2 separate regions of the Oryzias latipes genome follow, and region 2 is linked to region 1. The links are chromatin contacts, called in public Hi-C maps. All regions are on one chromosome and are shown on one strand. Each heading gives the region's core, a stretch centred on a gene start, on an enhancer-like site or on the middle of the called end of the contact. The rest is flanking DNA. Distances are from core to core; before and after follow the strand shown.

The links. Hi-C and Micro-C count contacts between places; a contact is called where the count stands out from the background.
Region 2: a Hi-C map of embryo shows a contact between it and region 1, with 2.4 times the contacts expected there. The contact joins the enhancer-like site here to the promoter of ate1 in region 1. A contact is called at or near these places in 4 of 5 Hi-C or Micro-C datasets (embryo and fibroblasts).

What each region holds. Positions count from the first base shown.
Region 1 is chr15:29,132,565-29,135,390 of ASM223467v1, forward strand. It overlaps ate1 (arginyl-tRNA--protein transferase 1), which reads left to right and starts at 1,396. Exons shown (of 11, transcript XM_011484750.3): 1 at 1,396-1,558. The coding sequence starts at 1,450. LOC101173087 (delta-1-pyrroline-5-carboxylate synthase) reads left to right here. Exons shown (of 17, transcript XM_023963374.1): 15 at 1-40; 16 at 138-420; 17 at 501-1,167. The coding sequence ends at 682.
Region 2 is chr15:29,307,800-29,310,781 of ASM223467v1, forward strand. No RefSeq gene overlaps it. Among protein-coding and RNA genes, the nearest start is that of wdr11, 57 kb to the right of the region's middle. Within about 2 kb of position 1,607, at least 1 of the 8 cell types and tissues checked has an H3K27ac peak or open chromatin away from gene starts, as enhancers often do. A contact at or near this core is called in embryo, where this site is marked.

The DNA of each region.
Region 1 (2,826 bases), core at 146-2,645:
TATGTTTGACCAGATCATTGATATGCTGAGACAGGAACATGTAAGAAACCTACGCACACACTGAAGTGTGGAGCTCATGGAGGTCCAGAAAGTTGTTAAGTACAACAGTAGTGTGTGAGCTTTTTGTCTTCTTTCAGGTAAAAATCCATGCAGGTCCGCGGTTCGCATCTTATTTAACTTTCAGCCCGTCTGAGGTGAAGTCTCTCCGCACCGAATACGGCGACCTCGAATGCTGCATTGAGGTGGTGGACGGCATGCAGGACGCCGTGGACCACATCCACAAATACGGCAGCTCCCACACGGACGTCATCGTCACGGAGAACGAGGAAACAGCTGAACAGTTCTTACAGCAGGTGGACAGCGCCTGCGTTTTTTGGAACGCCAGCTCTCGCTTTGCTGATGGGTACCGCTTTGGCCTGGGTGGGTATGCGTTATTTTGACACATTTCTGGTCATTGATTTACTTTTGTGTTCAAGCGGCACTTTTACGTTCTCGTTAAGGGGCCGAGGTCGGCATAAGCACAGCAAGGATTCACGCCAGAGGCCCCGTGGGTCTGGAGGGTCTCCTCACCACCAAATGGGTTCTTCGGGGAGAGGGACAGACTGTATCAGACTTCTCTGAGCAAGGCAGTATGAAATATCTACATGAAAACATCCCAGTTCCTCAAGGCGGTTTTCGTTAGGTGCACAGAAAGCTGTCCTTAAAGAGAATAAACTGTTTTGTTACTGCCAGTGGTCTGTCATCTGCTGCTTCATCACCTGTGTGAGTCCACTTCAAAGGTTCAGAAGTGAATTCAACGGAGAACAGATGCTACTCCTTTGACTCGATTGGTCAAAGTTCTCCATAAACCTGTGATCCTGTGCTTTAAATATATACAAACCTCCTGAAACGGCGATTTGATAAGAGGAAACTCATATTAATGTCATGCTAAAGTATGAAAGATTGCATTTAATGCACAAGATTTTTCCCTGTGAATCTATTATTTTAAGATAAAAATGGAGAATGATGGTTACACCTCCTGGTATTTTTATAATGTATTTTTTATACATTCAGATTATTCCTAACACTCAAAAAACTGCAGTTTTATTTTGTGTGGCATATTGGTTCTGATTTGGTTTGTCCCTTTTTGCACAGATAATTTAATAAATATTGTGAATACTTCCTTAATCATGACTTTGTGGTTTTATATTTATGACAAAACTCTTTATTATGGCAGCTTTGTGGTCATTTGCGTTTTTCTTTGTCACAAAAATTAAACTAGTTTTATAGTATCACTGTTCAGGCGGTAACTACTAATGGTTTTTGTGAAATAAAGAAAATCTTCCTACATATTGACATTTTCCAAGTTCCCACGACCTCTGAAGGCATCAGTGGTGACGCATGGAATGTGGGCGGAGTTTCCGGTGGTCGCCCTTTGACCTGTCGAAGTCAGCTGTGTGTCCTGCGTTGATGGTGAAGATGGCAGGGGACTCCTCCTATACCATAGTGGAATACTTCGGTGGGGATGACGGATACCGCTGCGGTTACTGCAAAAATGACAAAGGAAACTTCTCTCATGGTAATTTATTTGTCACGTAGAAACGCGGCCGTAGATTACATGTTGTGCTAACGAGCTAGCTTCATGAAGCTAGCCTCTGAAGTCACCGGCTCAGCTGTGGGGAGAAATGTTAGCCGTTGGTACTTAAGCTACATGAGCAGTCCGTGTGCGCGTGCAAGTTTTATAAAACATATAAACACATTATGTGCATGTTGCTCACAGTGTATACATAAAATAGACCTTTATATAGACGGCGTTGGATTACTAAACTAGTCGTGTGTTAGCTCCTAGCATCATGCTGCTGGTCGTTTTTTGTGTTTTTTCCCCAAGAAAAAAATAAAATTTCTAAAGAAAAGTCTCCCTTTCAAAAAGTTAAGTTTCCCTTCAAGAAGAACTACTTTACATCCGAAAACGAGTCTATGCGGACTAACGCGGGCGGTGCCGAACCATTGGTACTGGTCCTCCATGTAAAACTTATGTGGTTTAATAAAGTTTTTTAAAAAAAAATCAAAATATGAAACTGGTTAAAACAGTCAAGTTCATCTCGTAGAACCATTTTTTAATGTAAAAATTCATTTAAAATATAAGGATTCATATCTAAGCTAACAAAAATGGCACCTTTAAATTAGTTAAAATAATAAAAAGAAAAATTATGAATCTATATTTATTGAATCAAATTGAATTAGTTTAACAATTAAACCTCTACGTTTCTTTACAATGTTTGTTAAATGTACAAAAATCAACCAACTGATATTTCTGTTAAGTACATTTAAGCACTTTTATCAGTTGTTTGCAGCATTGTTATCCAGAGGTGATCATTAGTTCTGATCGCTTTTTGTTTAATGGCTACTTTTTTATTTTCTTCTCTAACCGGAGACATTTATATAAAACAGGATCCTGTCAGAAATTACATGTGGTTGTATAACTTTTCAGGCAGCATCTATACATAAATATGGTGGAAAATTTGAATATTACTAGGTATATTTATGTTTTTGAACACTGTGTAAAAGACATTTTATAACCTTAGAAATGGGATTTCCTGTGGAGATCATACTGATGTCAGAGGTTAAGGTCCACTATATTTAGTCTTCATTCAGCTGCTAATGCCGCCAATGAGCCCCGGTAAGATCTCCTGTCTGATCCAAGTCAGGAGTGTTAATCTGGTTGTGTTACATTCATTGACTGTAACAATGGACAGCCCAACCCCTCCAACCTCATGTGCCCAAACAGGAAGTACGAATGCTTCCTGATACGGGCGCCGCCATGTTCAAACCAGTCGACTGGGTTTT
Region 2 (2,982 bases), core at 357-2,856, 180 kb after region 1:
GCCGGTCGCTGGATGGTGCTTTATTGGCTGCACTGGGCTTTGCATAAAACTAATTCAAACTTGATGACAACCCTCTGTGAGGGGGTGAAAGACGAGCCGTGTGTCTTTATTAGCTGGCCTCTGGGTGACGTTCATTCTCTGCTGCACGCCGTCTCTCTTTAGCCCGCGTACTCGCTAATCAACCCACAGCTTTTTCATTTAAGCGGCCAGGAATTCCCATCTCTGCCTTCAAACGGAGGGTCTCTGTAACGGCTGCAGAGCTGGGAGGCCCCCACGCTGCAGGACGACATTCAGCTAAAACCAAGTCTGTTTGAGCCTCATTAGCATCAAGACAGCAGGATTTCTGTCAAAGTTTGGTCATTTACAGTCAAGTATTTGATCCCTTGTTCATTTTGTAGATTTGTCCATCTCAAAGGAAATTGACAGTCTGTCGTTCTAAAGGTCGAGAAATTGGCCTGAAACATCACGGCTGATGATCAACCAGCAGCTGGAACCACAGTCAGCAAGAAAACCAAGGGGAATACTTTACACAGCAACGGTTTCACATCCTGGAGAGATTGCAAAGTCCTCCAGCTTAAGAAGGCACATGTGCAGCAGACCCACCTGAAGTCTGTCAATGAACTCCTTCGTGATTTAGAGATTGGGAGAAGGAGCTGTGGTCAGATCAGACCAACATGGAGCTCTTTGGCATCAACTCAGCCCGTCGTCTTTGGAGGAAGAGAAATGCTGACTATGACCCCAAGAACACCATCCCCACTGTCAAGCACGGAGGTGCAAGCATTATGGTTTGGGGGTGTTTTTCTGCACTGTGTGGATGGGGGGGTGGGCGGAGCCATGTACCATCAAACCCTGAGAGAGAACCTCCTTTCCTCAACCAGGAGGCTTTAAATGGAGGCTGGATGGGCCTTCCAACAGGAGAATGACCCAAAACAAACAACCAAGGAACGACTGGAGAAGAAGCAGATCAAGGTCTTGGAGCGGTCCATCCAGTCTCTGGACCTCAGTCCTACGGAAAACCTGTAGAGAGCTGAAGCTCAGAGTTTCTAAGCGACAGCCACCAAATCTGAATGATTTAGAAGTCATTTGTGAAGAAGAGAGGAGCAGAAATCCTCCTGATATGTGCAGAAAGCTGCTCACCAACTACAGGAAACATCTGACCTCTGTGCTGCTAATGAGGGTTTACCACTGAGTCTTTCCAGCAAGAGGGATTGAATTCTTATGTCCTTCAATAAAATGTAAATAAATGTATACGAATCCTTCACAGTGGATTTCTTGATTTTCTATTTGTTCCAATGAACCTCTCAGGATGACAGACTTTCACTCTCTTTTCAAGAGGACAAACAAAAAAACTGTTTTTGTCCCATCTGGGTTTGCAAGTTGAACTAACTGGAAGCTCAACAGCCGGCCGCTACCCTTCCCGTCACCACAAGTCATGGTACGTACCGCCCCCGCACGCCACGGCCGGTGGCGCTGGCCGTTAAAGGTCTCAGTAACACCTTGTCACACACACCGTCTTCCTGTTGTCCTCTGGAGCTGCAGGAATGCGTTCAGGTCCCAGAGCTCCAATCAGCTCCACATCAGGTTGAGCCACAGCGTCGGTCTGCCTGCAGCAGCTCTGCAGGCCGATCAGGTTTCTCTGACTGTTGGTCATCAGAGAGCGGCTGGTTCCACTTAGAGAGCCGTTTCATTATTTCAGATTTATCACTGCCGTGTTTTCCTTCCACATGTTCCCAAGTGTAAGTCATAGCATCTAATAATGTACAGGCTAAAAAGCGTTTGAAAGACCTCGGAGTTGGACTCGTTCCCAGGCTGTGGGGATTAGGGTCTCTGGGGGGGGGGGGTGGGGGGGGTATGCTGCTGAAGCAGTGACATGGTGCCCAAAAGGATTTAAGGCCAAGTCTCAGAGGAGAGGGGGGGAGCATTAGTGGATATGAACCAAGTCATTGCAGGGCCTGAAGGTCTGGTCCTGCCCCCCCCAGCCTGGCAGAACATCAGGGGGGGGGGGGGGGGGGGGGGGTCATGGATGATTTGCAAATCTCTGCAGATCTCTCAGACTGTGTTCCAAATGATTGTTTAATGTAATCAGGCGGGACATCAGTGAATCTTTGCCCCCATTAGCCACCGAACGATGGGGGGGGGGGCTTCTGTCTTCATCCTCCTGTTCTGCTTCAAGCATTTACGCAAGGGGAGGGGGAGCGTTAACACTTCATAGTGTTAGTTAGTTCATGCATCATTAATCAATAAACAATAAACTTCTAAATGGATTTTTTCATGCATCAGTCAGCTGTTTATTGTTTAATTTCTTTGTTTTCTGTCACTAAACTGAAAGAGTCATAATCATAACACTGGTTTACTTTCTGTGGACGCAGAAACTTTCTGCTATGATTTCTTCAGGCAGACATGAACGTTTTCTGTGTTCAAATGTGTTCAGAGTCTCTGACACTAAATTTATGTTTGGAAAAAAAACTCTGAGTGTTTCCTTGAATCTCAGAGGATCCTCTTTTCTGCTGCCGGACGCTCCACAGCAGGAGCGTGAGGACGGGGTGCAAAAAGGGGAAGGAAGCTGGGATTCCTCCTCCACTTCCATAATAGAATTAAGGAGGTGAACAAAGGGGGCATTAGAGCACCCATGGTGGCATTTGGAGAAGCTCTATCTCCCTCTCCTCCAGGAAAAAGAAAATCTGCCCTTTGTTTCTGGGTTCATGGGCTTTCTTTTACTGCTGCATGTGCACACGCATACAGAGCAGGACACGCACGTCCCTCAGTCTGTGTGTGCACGTGCACGGCTGCCTTCACCTCCAGCAGTTTGACCTTCCTATTAGAGGGGATTACCTCCTTATGGCCTCCATAAACCACTGTCAGCACCAACTTTAAGCAGTTCCTTCCCATCTTTTGGACTTTTGCGGAGCGGGGCGGCGTTTCTGAGGAGGAGGCCCTCCTGGTGCTTATCTCCTGCCCTCGGTGGACAGGAGATCCCCTCCA